3 separate regions of the Mus musculus genome follow, and regions 1 and 2 are each linked to region 3. A link is a contact called in public ChIA-PET data. All regions are on one chromosome and are shown on one strand. The core of a region is the stretch at or near the end of the contact, and the rest is flanking DNA. Distances in the headings are between cores, read along the strand shown. Region 1 has its middle 5.0 kb from the start of Igsf8. Region 2 holds the start of Tomm40l (translocase of outer mitochondrial membrane 40-like). Region 3 holds the start of Slamf1 (signaling lymphocytic activation molecule family member 1).

Region 1 (4,657 bases), core at 2,104-4,603, 540 kb before region 3:
AACAGTTATAATCTGGCTGAAATGTCATATGCTATAGTCACAGCAAGAGAACAATGCCCCTCAGAGAGAAGCATGTTCAAAGACAAGACTGTTGAGGTGACGTGTTCTGCCCTGTGCAGGCTCTGTAACGTGAACTGATTTCGTTTTCCCAGAACCTGTGAGGTTAGCACTTCTCATCTCTATAGAAACCGAGGCATGGAGGACCTAAGGCGTGTTAGACTCGCTGTCCAGTGTTGGATTTCTTGGAGTCCAAATTCAGATTTGAGCTAGGATCCTCTAGCCTGTTGCGTGGTGAAAGCAAATATCACAGAAAGAAAGAGAAAAGAAATATAAGCCCAGCACACACACACACACACACACACACACACACACACACACACACACAGCTATAGAGACACACTGACAAGCACACCAGCCACTAAGCTAATAAGAAAACGACACAAACACACACATAATGGTATGGTATCCCCTGCCTCCTTAGTATGTGTAAAGTCCAGCTCGGAGGGAGCCTAAGATCCCACACAAGAATGTCTTGTGTCTGTGTGTGTTTACAAAGCCTTCACCTGGATGAACTGATGAACCGAAGGGGAAGTTCTCTCTGCTGAATTGTTGAGCGGTTACAGAAAGGGTCAGAGTCAAAGGAAGAGAAAAACCCTACCCATCACCTGGACCACAACTTCACGCAGGGGATGAAGCAGGTGTGTAAGCAAGCACAAACATGCAAGCATCAAACACACCCAGACACATTCCCACAAAGTGGCCCCCCAAGCATACTCTACCACTTCTTTCTCCCCTGAGCAAGTTGTGTAAAGCCTTATACTGTTCTCTCTCTCTCTCTCTCTCTCTCTCTCTCTCTCTCTCTCTCTCTCTCTCTCTCTCTCTCTCTCTCTCTCTCTCTCTCTCTCTCCCCCCTCTGTGTGTGTGTGTGTGTGTGTGTGTGTGTGTGTGTGTGTGTGCCCTGGTCCCTCCTCTTGCCCTGACAGAGCTCACACTTCTAGTTCTCAAGCCCAGTGCCAAGCGGGCAGCACAGTTGTTCAAGAATAGAGGAGCCACTATACTACTTGGGCCTTGGCATGACCTGGTTCTGACCCACTGAGTGGGCCTAGCCATTGCTTCTCCCAGAGTGAATGCCAGCTGCTGCCCACTTTGGAATGCTACTCATGGATCCCTCTGAGCTGGAATCCCCCTCAGCTTTCTACCCTGCCAAGGCCTGTGTTCATTAGCCCTATGGTGTAGGTATCTGGGTTCCACCCACCACCCCCACCACCCACTCCCCACCCCCCCAGGCTCCCTGGACTTGTGCTCTGTCCCCAGGCAGCTGAGAGGGACCCGCTGGTTCAGAATCCCATCTGGAGGGTGTCAAAGAGCAAAAGCAGGCCTCACTCTCACTCTCTGTGAGATCCCGAGCAGAGTAGGCCGCAATGAAGTCAGGAAATAGCAGTCCAGTAGACAGCTCTGCGGACTGGGTGTTAGTTGAGCCTCGGGGGCAAGAGGTGGTTAGCACCAGGTGACTGCTTCTGAGTCACCAGGTTGAGCAAGAGGCAAATTTGAAGAACAGGTCATTTACGGGTTTGTCTGCCTCCAGCTGAGTGAGGTGAGGAACAAACGCTGGGCTGACTGAAAGGCGGCTTTGTGTTGGGCGCTGTGTACACACTAGGCTTGCTCATTCAGTCCTCGCCACAGCCTTGGAAGCTAAGAACTGTGCTTACCTCCCTCCATGTTACAGCCAGGAAGCGGGAGCAGAGACCTTGTGCAATTTACCCAAGTTTGCATAGCAAATAAACAGGAACGCTCACAGGCAAATGAGCTTAAATGTCCTGAACATATGTCTCCTCTCCTGTATGGTGACCTGCATACATTCAGTGTGTGTGAATATGCGTGCCTTGTGTGTGTATATATAGTGTAATGTGGTGGGTGGGTGTGTGATGTATGTATGGTTGTGGTGTGGTGTGGTATATGTATGTGTGTGTGTGAGATGTATGTGCGGTGTGTAATGTGGTGTGTGTGTGTGTGTGTGTGTGTGTGTGTGTGTGTGTGTGTGTGTGTGTGTGTGATATGTGTGGTGTGTGATGTGGTATATGTGTATGTGTGTGTGTGGTGTATGTGATATATGTGGTATGGTGTATGTAGCACACAGTAGGTGTTTTATAAGTATTTCTTGAATAAGTCAGTGCAGGGCTAGAGGTCCCGGATAAGAGGAAACAATGAGAGCTGTGTGCTGGGACTTTGAGGGAAAGAGAGAAGAACAGGTTTCATGTACACACGCCAAAGACTTCTGACTCTGGGGTCTCAGCTCCTCACAGCCTCCCAGACGAGGAAAGAGCTTTGAGACCCAGTCCAAAGCACCCCAGCATGGAAGGGCTTCTCTGTTCTCCCCTCTAACCAGAACAGAAGGCAGGGAGGTGCAAGGGGTGGTGTGGGATGCACAGCCTGCCCAGCCAGCTCACGCAAGCTCTGATGCTCCTGCTTAGACCTCCCTGGTCTCAGCTGAGCGTCTTCCTCGGCCTCTTTCCCATCAGTCCTTGCCTGTCCACTTGTCCACCTGGACTCTGAAGGAGGCCAGTACCCCTTGGCTATTCTGGCTGAAGAGTGGACAATTCCCTTTTTGCTTGGTCCAACTGAAACAAGGATGGAATTTTTCCAAAGGCTCTCTATTAGGAAAGTAACGGAAAAACAAAGCCAGAAATAAAAACTGCAAAAACAAAGAAACAGATGGAGCAGTGGGGGTGAGAGTGCTGGCCATGGGAGCGAGTGGGAGCTGGGTCCCGATGGTAAGACAATCCTCAATACCCAGACACACACACACACACACACACACACACACACACACACACACACACACGTATACACACATGCACACACGCACACACGTACACACACACACACACACACACACACATACACGCACACACGCACGCATGCGCACACACATTTCTACACGCACTCACAACATCTGCCGTTGGCCCTCGGATGGCATTTTCCACATTGAACTGTATATACAGAGCTTGTTTCAATCTGCCTTCTTATTTTGACTGAGCTTCTCAAGGCCACTGCCAATTCTAATTATTCCTCCTCTTCCTCCTCTTCCTCCTCTTCCTCCTCCTCCTCTTCTTCCTCCTCCTCTGTGTGTGTGTGTGTGTGTGTGTGTGTGTGTGTGTGTGTGTGTGTGTGTATGTGTGTGAGGGCAGGGAGTGACTAGAGGAAATCAGTCTTTTCTCTCTGGTTACCCCATGGCCTCCATGGTGGACACTTCTGTTTCCTCTGATCTCTGATTCTATCTCGCCCTGACCACTTCCACCCACACATGAAAGTTTCCTATTTCAGAACTCAAACATCTGTCGCTCAAAAATCAAGCCACACCGCTTCCTGGGCAACCTAGCAAGGGCAGGCTCTGTGCTCCAAAGAGGGAAGGTGCTGGAGACCACATCCAGTGAAAGAGAAATTGCACTCTAAAGGCTAGGACCTTGGAGATCGAGGGCAGAAAGTAATAATCTATGTTCCTTAAGCATTTTTGCCCTGCACGCAGAGTTAGTGACTGGGTAAATGAGTTCAGGAAACCTTCTGTCCAATTAGTGGTCAGTCTGAGATTTACTTTCTAGGCATTCTGACTCCATTTGTGGACACAAAACTGGTGTCTGGGGCATGACATGGGTATGGAGGTGTGACCAGCTGCCAGCCATGGTGACAGGGAACACCAAGAAGGAGAACCAGCCACTCTACATTGGCACTGTGTTGGCACAGAGGACCCTACCTCTTGATGTTCTTGGGATGAAGGGGCCAACCAAAACAAACATAAAATGTATGGTCTGAGTAGGTGGGGCTGGTATGTCGGGGCTAGACAGTAAGGCTTTGGGCAGACCTGGTTCTCACAGCCAGGGGGCACTGTCCCTAACTTCAGTTCCATTATTTCTATAATGGGAGCCATGGCCGCACTGACCTCACTGTTTCCTGGTCATTGTCAGGAAGATAAGTTATGGTGAGTGCTATGGCACATGGGCAGTGGGGTAGGCCCAGTGAACAGGAGAAGAGAGTCCTCCACACAGGACCCTAGCCCCGCATCCCTCACACCCCCTCCTCAGTTACCCACTGTCTTCTTTCCTTTCTATTTCCTAAAGCAATCTTCTTGAAAGAAGGTGGCCTGCTTCAGCCTCCAGCTTCCTCACCACATGCCCTGTTAGTGTGGAATGAGGTTGGGGGGGGGGGGGAAGATTGTTGTTTCCAGGTTTGACCTGCCATGAAGATGGCTTCCTTAGAGGTCACAACAGTCACCTCAGAGGTGTCTGAGGTAAAAAAAAAAAAAAAAGAAGTAACCAGCCTCATTTCCCTTTGTCAACTGGAACTTGGCTTTTAGAGTTCTTTCTTATGCTCTTATAACGGTTCCTCTCTCAACTCTAGGTCCTTAGCTTGGTCTAGCTCTCTCAATCTTTCTGGCTTCTCTACCTCACCATCTTCTAGACCAGTGGTTCTCAACCTTCCTAATGTTGCAATCCTTTAATACAGTTCCTCATGCTGTGGTGACCCCCAACCATAAAATTATGCCCCTTGCTACTTCGCAACTGTAAAGTCGCTAGTGTCATGAGACAGAATGTAAATCTCCGATATGCAGGATAGCTGATGTGTGACTTCCATGAAAAGGTCTTTCTAGCCACACAGGGGT
Region 2 (4,796 bases), core at 892-3,391, 540 kb after region 3:
AGCTTTTAATCCCAGCCCCGGGGAGTCAGAGGCAGATTGGTCTTTGTGAACTTGAGAGCAGCCCGATCTATATAGTGAGTCTCAGGACGGCACAGAGAGATTCTGTCTCAAAGGAAGAAAGGAAGAAAGAAAGAAAGAAAGAAAGAAAGAAAGAAAGAAAGAAAGAAAGAAAGAAAGAAAGAAAGAAAGAAAGAGGAAGAAAGAGGAAGAAGGGAAATGAATTGAAATAGGAGGTGGAAAGGAATGGGGGTTATGAAGATATAAGTCAGAACAGGTACAACTGCCTCTGTCCCTTTTTGAGTTAATGTGTAATGAGATAGGAAGGGGGCATGAACACCACACACACAAACACACACACACACACACACACACACACACACACACACACACACACCCCTCACGGACATACAAAAGACACACAGAGAAAATGCTGCATTGGAATTATTGTATTTGATAGGTCTCATGAATGAAATTCCTTTAAAATAATCATGAAATACAAGTCCATTTATGGGTTCTCATCAATGTGTGCTCCCTGCCTCCAAAAAACAAATTCAGAAAAATAGCCTCTGCCCTCCTGCTCCCAACCTCAGTAGTTAAGAGGCTCTGTCCAAATCAAGGTCAAAGGGCCTGGACACTTGATCCCCTTATCAGTTAGGTCCTGGCCCCTGGCCCAGTTCTAACTGTGTGGAAGGACAGAGGTACATTCGCTAGGCCCAGGGCTCTCCAGTGGAGTCAACTCAGTAGCTACTGAAAACATTCCTATCACTCACCTTTTTGCCACCAAGCTTACCCTGTGTGTACTGGAATATTAGTGAGAGATACGGGGGTGGAAGTGTGGAAGCTAGGGAGGGAGAGTGCAACCGAAGACCAAGAAATCTGTTTATTTTAGTTATGTGTTTTGCTTCCACGTGTATCTGTGTAAGAGTGTCAGATTCTCTGGAACTGGAATTAAAGTTGTGGGTGCTAGGATTTGAACCTGGATCCTTTGAAAAGTAGCCAGTTCTCTCTCTCTCTCTCTCTCTCTCTCTCTCTCTCTCTCTCTCTCTCTCTCAAACACACACACACACACACACACACACACGACTCTCTCTCTTTGCATGTATAAATGCAAACAACAGAAGGGTACATCAGATTCCATTACAGATGGTTGTGAGCCACTATGTGATTGCTGGGAAGTGAACTTATGACTTTTGGGGAAGCATCTGAGCCACCTCACCAGCCTCGTCACTGCTCTTACCCACTTCGCCATCTCTTCAACCCTTGCATATGCAATCTTGCATATTTCCAGTTGTCCTCTTGTGGACTTACCTCTAGTGTCACATCACTGCTTGCCCCTGGCCCTGGGGGGAGGAGCGTAACTTCAGGCTGCGGTTGTATTCTTAGATTTTATTTGTCTTTTCTCCATGTAAATAATAACTAGAGAGGGTAGCTGCTTCGGAAGCTAGTTCTGCCCACAACTCTCTCCTCGCCCTCAGAACTCTCACAGTCATTTTTTTTGGGGGGGGGGGGTCGTTGAGACAGGGTTTCTCTGTATAGCCCTGGCTGTCCTGGAACTCACTTTGTAGACCAGGCTGGCCTCGAACTTAGAAATCCGCCTGCGCCACCACGCCGGGAAGGCAAGGCCTGTGAATTCCAGCGGGGGAAGGGGGGACGGCGGGGGGCGGTAGAGGTCTGTTTTGGGGGGTTGGATTGTGAGTAGCAGTCCTTTGGAGGTGGTATAGAGTGGAGAGTTGTGGGGATTCTCCAGCCGGCTTTCAGGAAGGTGGAGGGTAAAGTGAACCACGTCTTCACAACCCCTGAGTGTGATATATTCATAAAATAGGTCTTCAAACTATAGTTTCACTTTTCTCACGTTCCGGTTTAAGGAACTCCATTGGTCTAATAGGCAAAATGCTCCCTCTAGTGTCTTGAATGCTCAAGAGTTTATCTCGACCTTGAGGAGGTTGGGCGGTCTTAAAAGGGGGCCTTCCACTAACGTCTAAAGGGCCACCCACAAACTCCCACTCGCCACTGCACTCGGACTGAAGCCCTGGGGCCTGCAGGCCTGCCACTCTTCTGTTTTCTCCTCTCCTATTGGTCACTAGTAAATTGAGGCACCTTTTTCATCATTGAGTGGGTTGGGTCTTTGGGCGCTTCCTTTGCCCATTTCCAAGATGGCGCCTACGGACATGCTTGGAATACAGGGTGAAGCTGCAGTTCTGCCATTACTCAAGATGGCTGCCCCCATCAAGATGACCGGGTGTGCCTAGGGGGAAAGAGGCTGCAGGATGGTCTGAGATGGTAAGGGCTAGTGTTCCATTGCGGGCAGACCCTTGGGACGTGGGAATGAAGAACAGAGAAACTAGAAAGTCAGCGGAAGCCTGCGGTAGTAGTTAAGACTAGATAATGGGAGAGCAGACGGGGGTGACAGGTGGGGGTGAGGGATCAACGATGGGGCGGGAGTGTGCCCGGGATTCAACTTTAGCATCGGTGTTCTCTCCCCCTACTGTTCCTTATTGCAGGTCTAGCATTGAACCATATGGAAGTTTCTGAAACTGGGGAGCCCGATGATGGGGGGTGGAGCCCGTGGGGGATAGAGGGAGCAATAGATTTTATCCCCAGGCTAACCCCAACCCCTCCCTGTCCTCTGGATTAAAATGGGGAACACCCTGGGCCTGGCACCGATGGGTACTTTACCCCGCCGGAGCCACCGTCGAGAGGAACCGCTGCCCAACCCCGGGAGCTTCGACGAGCTGCACCGGTTGTGCAAAGGTGAGACCGCAGCTTTTGGGTGTCTCAGGATGAAGGGTCATAGAGAAGGGGAGGGTCCTGAATGCTGATGTCCAGTGATGTGAACAGCGAGGGGAGATCACAGCTGGAGCATCCGGCAGTCAAAAAGGACCAGATGTTCAAAGCAGAGCGTTTTGTTGCAGGATTTGAAAGGAGGTCATTTCCTCCAGTGCTTCATATGCAATTGAAAGGGGAGTCCGTCTATGTAGTTAGGGGTCCTTATCTGTGCATGTTCCTTCCCTTCAGATGTATTCCCAGCACAGATGGAAGGCGTGAAGCTGGTTGTCAACAAGGTTCTGAGCAGCCATTTCCAGGTGCTCCCACTGGTCTGGCCCCTACTTACCCCCCTCCTCCCTGCTTGTCTCTGGATCCTCTTTACACCTATTAGTCCTGTCTTGGCTAGGCTATGTGGGACAAATGAGGGGAAGTGTGGGGTCCTCCCCCCCCAATGCCTTTAAGCAACAAGATGTGGGACTTGTTGCTTAAAGTCCAGTGGCCCTCTGCATGCGTTGGAATAGTTGAGGTTTTAAAAAGCCCCCTCTGGATGGAAAAAAAGGTCAAGGGTGGGAGACGGGATTGAAACGAAATAGAATGCTCTGTTCTCCGTTGTCTCCTCTTTCCTCAGGTGGCTCATACTGTGCACATGAGTGCCCTGGGCTTGCCAGGGTACCACCTCCATACCGCCTATGCAGGGGACTGGCAGCTTAGCCCCACAGAGGTGAGGGCTCCCCCACACTCGCGTCAACTGTGTAAAACGCACATGGACGTAGGTCTTGAGAATTTGGAAATGTGTGTGATCAGCAACTATGTTCTCAGTGCCTCTTCTGAACGCGAGCTAGTCCTGTGCAAAGCTGCCCGAGTTTGTCTTTGGCGTCCACCAGGGGGCACTGTGAGATGTTACTGAAATCCCTTCCTGTTCATGTGCCAATGGATAGAGCTACCTACCCATCTCAGCCTTCCTGTCTACGCTCCCTAACAGGTGTTCCCCACTGTGGTGGGGGATATGGACAGCAGTGGCAGTCTCAACGCCCAGGTCTTGCTTCTGTTGGCAGAACGGCTGCGAGCTAAGGCTGTCTTCCAGGTGACCCACAGTTCCTGCCTCCATCCACCGAGGCACCTCTCTTTCTCCTCCATGGGTATCCTGCCTTGGGGGACGCAGGGGGAGGAGGAGCAGAGGCAATACTGAATATAAACAGAGAGAAGGGTATTTTATTTGTTACTCTCCCCACCCAGACACAGCAGGCCAAGTTCCTGACATGGCAGTTTGATGGCGAGTATCGGGGAGATGACTACACAGCCACTCTGACCCTGGGAAATCCGGATCTGATTGGGGAATCAGGTGGGGAACTGGGACGGAGTTCTGGGGGTGGGGGGACCTTTTTGGCTAGGCTAGGGTGGGAATGACCAGATGGTAAGAAACTAAACCTGACTCCCTGACTCTTGCATCCTCTCTCCCTGACAGTGATCATGGTTGCTCACTTCCTGCAGAGCATCACCCATCGGCTTGTGCTAGGAGGAGAGCTAGTTTATCACCGGCGGCCAGGAGAAGAGGGGGCCATCTTGACTCTGGCTGGGAAGTACTCAGGTACGAGATCAAGTGAATGATGGTGAGGAGGAGAGACTCGGGGCTTTTCTGGGGTTCCTTTGCCTGTATCTACGATGGTAACTGCCTTTTCCCTCTGTTCTCCCCCACCCTGCAGCTGTCCACTGGGTAGCTACGTTGAATGTTGGGTCAGGTGGGGCCCATGCAAGTTATTACCACAAGGCCAATGAACAGGTAAGACTACCAAGCTCATCTCTTAGCCTAGTGAGTCAGTCAACCAGAACCTTCTGCCCCTCGAGTCTTCCCAGGCTTCTGGCCTATGATTCTTTCTGGCCTCATCTGGTCTACATTTTCACACATGCATTCCAGCTTGCTTATACCCTGCCAGAACTCCTGTGGGATTCATGGCGACGGGTCCTCCTCTCGTTCTTGTCCCTGCTTCTCAGGTTCAGGTTGGAGTAGAGTTTGAGGCAAATACAAGGCT
Region 3 (4,931 bases), core at 1,986-4,485:
AAGCCTGGCCCACCTTTTGCCTGTCCAGTTCCTTCCACCCTCCAGGTCTTCTGATGAGGGAAGACTTTCCAGACTTCAGGTTTAGGGTAGGCTTCCTGCCGCCTCCTTCCCTCTTCCATCTCTCCATCCCTCCTTTGTGCTTCTCAGCACAATTTTTATCTACGTTAGCACTTGTTGTGCTCACAGAGTTAGAAGCATTCAAGAAGAGGGATTGTATCTTTTATTCACTGTGGTATTCTAACAGTGATTCTCAGCCTTCTTAACCTGGCGACACTTCATTCCTCAGGTTGTAGCCACCATAAAACTATTTCACTGCTACTTCCTAACTGTAATTTTGCTACTGTTATGAGCTGTAACATAAATATCTGATATGCAGGGTATCTGATATGTGACCCTCCGAGAAGATGTGACCCACAGGTTGAGAACTACTGTTCTAACTGGTACCTGGGACTCAATGGGAGCCCAAGAAATCCTTCTTATCAAAGTCAATAAATGAAATTAAATGGGTTGAATGAATGAACGACACCATGAGTCTAAATGCCCCCCTTTCCACAATCAAGATGAATTCCATTTTCTTTCTATAACATCCCCAATGTGGGATGAGAGACTATTCCTCCCCACTTTTCTGGTGAGGATTTACAAGTTCCTTAGCCACAAACCATGGGTTTCTTTATTGCAACAGACCCCTTGCCATTCCACCCAAACACTCACATCACTGAAGCCTGGGATGTATCTCCATCTAAAGTTCTCCTTCCCAACTCTAGTAGACTCCAACCTACTTTGTGAAGGATACTCGAAACATGGACAGAGTGTCATCTATAGCAAGGGTTATAGAAAGAAGGCAAGTCTTCATTCTAATCTGTTTTGTTTTGTTGAAGTTTCAGAAATGCACATGCAACTTTCCTCTAATAAACAAAAAAGGTTAAGCAAAAACCACTATGACAAAAAAGTTTCTACTTCCCAGCTCCCCATCAAATGCTTCCTACGTGCCTCTTCATTTTCCTTCCTTTCAGCAATGCCTCTCTCCTTTTGGAAAACCCCATACTCAATTAGTTTCAATTTAATTCAACATATACACCTTAATCACAGACATCGTAGCCTAGTTTTCCTCTTGGGACCTTGAAACACATTGGATCATTCTTCCCAGTCCTCAAACAGAGCATATCAAGTTTCATTCACTGAAACGTCTAGCATCCAGCCTCATGAGTACAGAGAAACGGTTAATCTAGTCTGCTTATCTTTCTTCAGTGACAAAGTTCTAGCAATGGTGGCACCAATCTCATAGGGCTGGTATGAGAATTTGAAGGATAAAACACTTAAAACAATGCTTTCTATAAAGTTTGTCTTGCAGTTATTTACCCAAAGATAGCAACTCTTTATTCTGCCTCTTGGATTAAAGTCAAGATGCCATATAGAAGCTGCCTAGCTTCTTGAACATCACTCACTTACATGTGAAGTTCACTGTAAATAAAGACATCAACTATCCTTTAGGAGCCTTTGCTTTTCTTGGGAAGGGACGTTTGCACTTTTTGCATCTTATAGTTCTGAGTAGGAACTGAAAATTGAGCAGAAATGGGAAGGTGCACACTTTTTTACAAGAATCAAGCTCCTCTGGGTTGCCCTGACACGACTGATAAGTCTCATTTGCAAAGTATTTCTATTTGGGTTTTAATGGGGTTTCACAAAAGAGTACACATTTATAAATAGAAACACTGACAAAAATTGAGCTTATTTTAGAACGTGGAATGCAAGGAAAGAATAGTTGCCAAGTGGAGAGACATGTATGTATCCTGGGGCTGGGCTGTCGCTCACTAGCCAGTGACCTCCTACCCTTAAGCAGAACATTTGCTAGCTACATCTGAGCTGCTACAGACAAGGTTAGACAAGGAGAAAACCAAACGTTCATTCCATAGTTACTACAGTCACCAAGTAAGCCAGCAATGGTGGGTTCAAATGGTATGCAACAAGAAGGGCTTAGCTCTACCTCCAAAGATGCTCAGTTTGATTATCTCAAAGTGGAGCTAGACAAGGGTCTCCTCATCTGAGACTTGAATAAAAGATTCTAGGTACAGCCCCCCACCCCCAATCCCTGGCACATTTCAGGGTTTTTCTTAGAAAAGTCCATAATGGATTTACAGTCATGAATCCCCCACGACCAAAATGCTCTGGCTCTCAGGATTTCCCCGATCCGCTTCCTAAAGCCATCTCTGCCAGGCTGTCTCCCACAATCTAATTAAACTCTACAATGGAGTTGACCATTCATTCCATGGTTAGCCCAGTATGCACTGCTTAGCACGGTTGCTCTCCAATACCTTTCCTTACAGTTCCCACCCACTAAGTAGAAAACAACAGCTTGCCTTGGAAAAGAGAAGAACCAGAGGGATGGGAGAGAAGTCCTGCTCCTTTAACCCTTTGCCATCACTTGAGCCCACTGCAGAGCCTTGAAGTTTCCTGATTGCACTTTCCCCATTCTGTAAGCAACCCTGGGCTCCAAAATCCCAACGTTTCCTCTTCTTGGTGCTTTGGAGTCATCTCTTATAAGAAAGCATGACCACACCGCAGCCACTGTCTGGTGTGAGCCTAAGGTCTGAGGTTTCCCACTTCTACCTGTTGCTCCTATCACCCTTGCTTTTCACTGGACCGGTGTTCTTTGTCTGCCAATGATGTACATGTGAGAGTCGTTTTCCTCAGCAGAAGTATAGGTCAAGTGTCCCAGAGCTTTGGTCCCTAGCCTGGGTCTTTGCCAGAAGGGTAGCCACATAAACCAGCTACTCAGAATTTTAGCCTGAGTCCAGGAAGCTGACTATGGACATAGCAGGTGCCTTTAGCTTCTGGTTTCCATAGAAACTAGTGTAGATGGGACAAATCCTTGTAGCCCAAGGCTCAGGGAACTCAACAGGTTTCTTCCTCTTTGAAAGACACAGTGGAAACCCAGAGGCACTCTCCTTAAAGAAGAGGCAACTGAACAGCACTCCCCAGCCCTTGGCTTCTCCATCCATGGGGCTCTGCTGATTCCAAACTGCTAAACACAAGACTCAAACCCTTTAAACAAATGGACACTCACCTGTTCCGTAGCTCAACTCAAAAGCCAGGGAGAGAAACAGAAGTATTCTCCAGGAAAGGGATCCTTTGGGATCCATTAGCCAGCAATCGCAGACAGGGTCCCCAGCTGTGAGCTCAGCTCAGCTCAGCTCGGCAGGACAGCTGCTTACTGTTACCCCCAAGGAAGAAGCTCTGATCGTCGAAGTGCTGCCTCTGCTGACAAGTTCCTGAACCAGCTTCCTGTCTCAACCGGGTTTTTTTTTTTTTTTCTACTTGAGCCTCCAGGATTGCTCATTTATGATCAGGCTTAAATCACTTTATCACTTCATTGTTCTTGAGAAGCCAAAGTCAGGTGTTCAGACCCATGGGAGTTGGGAAAGGGGCTGTAATGTCACATCAGTCAAACCCTGGCTTGGGGAAGAAGTGTGATTCCCCCCCCACCCCTCTTTTTTTCTAAGCTGTTTCCAGGAAATGGGTGTCACAAGTTCTTTGAGCAGATCTGTCTGGTAAACTCTTCTTGGATCCTAAGAAAAAAACGGACATTGAGTAGACCACCTACAAATTAGGGAATCCAGAGCTCAACTTCTATTTGTAACTTACTTGGCATGAGATGACAGGACTGTTACTTATGATTCGTTACATAATCTCATTGAATACCTGTGCAAGTGATACTTTGAGCTATAGTCACAAACTGATAGAGTAGACAGGCGTAGACATCTCTGACCAACAGCCCATTTTCCTGACAGGCACAGTGGGGCAGAATCAAGTTAGCTCTCTGTTGCCTTCAATTTAGAAGTTGTTTGTAAGGTTTGCTATGGAGAAAGGATGGAAGAAAGAACTTCCATGAACAGAACACTAGAATAGGAGCTCAAAAGGAGACTTTGAAAGGTGAGGCTGTGTGTGTGTGTGTGTGAAAGTCAAAGAACAACCCCTAGGAATCAGCTTTTTTCTTCCATCATGTGGGATCAAGTAATTAAACTCACGTTGCCAGGCCTATGCAGCAAGTATCCTTATCCACCAAGCTATCTTACTAGTCCCCAGGCTAATGCTTTTAGAATCCATTGTCATATTCACAGATAATCTACTCTTGACCCCAAAGGTCATGGGGTAGAAAGAGCTGGAGTTAGAGGAAAACTGGTCTGTAGTTCTCTTTGTTTTCTCTTCTCCTGCCTCCTGTATCCAACTTCATAATGATGTATTGGGCATGGTGTGTTCCCAGATGTGTCCTCACTGTGGTAGCTAGGAATTAACTCCACATAAGGGGTTAATATCATAGAAATTGAAAAATGATATAAATTGGAGTTTCCTTCCTTCCTCCCTCCCTCCCTCCCTCCCTCCCTCCCTCCCTCCCTCCCTCCCTCCCTCCCTCCCTTCCTTCCTTCCTTCCTTCCTTCCTTCCTTCCTTCCTTCCTTTTCCCTTTTCCTTTGTTTGTTTGTCTGATGGTTTTATTGTATTTTCTTTTTTTGAGATAGGGTCTCACTATGTAGTTCTTGCTGGCCTGGAACTCACCATGTAGACCCGACTGGTCTCCAATTCACCTGGTTCTGCTTCCCAAGTGCTGAGATTAAAAGTGTGCACCACCACACCTGGCTATTGAATCAGAGTTTTCAAGAATAATGCATGCCCTTGAGTCACACAACTCCTGGAATGCATGCTCCATCCTGTGTGCTTAGGTCAGGCCCCTCCCTCTCTTCAAAGACTTAGACTCATGTTCACTTTATTCTTCTAGGATGAACTCTTTACTTTTAAAAAATAATAGTTTTATTAGTTCTTTGAGAATTCTATCATATTCATGTCCCCTATTCTTCCAAGGACATCCACCCAGCTTTGTGTCTTTTCCTTCTTAGCCCATCAAAACAATTTTGTGCTGCCCAAATATTCCTGGATG

What was found. ChIA-PET counts read pairs in DNA pulled down with a chosen protein or histone mark.
Region 1: an RNA polymerase II ChIA-PET map of memory CD8 T cells shows a contact between it and region 3, with 42 read pairs. The contact joins the enhancer-like site here to the promoter of Slamf1 in region 3. A contact is called at or near these places in 2 of 115 datasets of contacts at active chromatin or transcription factors (large pre-B cells and memory CD8 T cells).
Region 2: a contact with region 3 is called in an RNA polymerase II ChIA-PET map of memory CD8 T cells, with 8 read pairs. The contact joins the promoter of Tomm40l here to the promoter of Slamf1 in region 3. A contact is called at or near these places in 1 of 115 datasets of contacts at active chromatin or transcription factors (memory CD8 T cells) and 2 of 9 other capture datasets (adipose tissue and liver).

Annotation. Positions count from the first base shown.
Region 1 is chr1:172,305,052-172,309,708 of GRCm38.p6, reverse strand. No RefSeq gene overlaps it. Among named protein-coding and RNA genes, the nearest start is that of Igsf8, 5.0 kb to the left of the region's middle. Within about 2 kb of position 3,353, at least 66 of the 459 cell types and tissues checked have an H3K27ac peak or open chromatin away from gene starts, as enhancers often do. A contact at or near this core is called in memory CD8 T cells, where this site is marked.
Region 2 is chr1:171,219,859-171,224,654 of GRCm38.p6, reverse strand. It overlaps Tomm40l (translocase of outer mitochondrial membrane 40-like), which reads left to right and starts at 2,141. Exons shown (of 10, transcript NM_001037170.2): 1 at 2,141-2,280; 2 at 2,502-2,751; 3 at 3,016-3,083; 4 at 3,395-3,487; 5 at 3,749-3,850; 6 at 4,003-4,108; 7 at 4,232-4,354; 8 at 4,470-4,546; 9 at 4,759-4,796. The coding sequence starts at 2,637. It also overlaps a transcript of Apoa2 not described here.
Region 3 is chr1:171,765,436-171,770,366 of GRCm38.p6, reverse strand. It overlaps Slamf1 (signaling lymphocytic activation molecule family member 1), which reads right to left and starts at 3,235. Exons shown (of 7, transcript NM_013730.4): 1 at 3,065-3,235. The coding sequence starts at 3,140.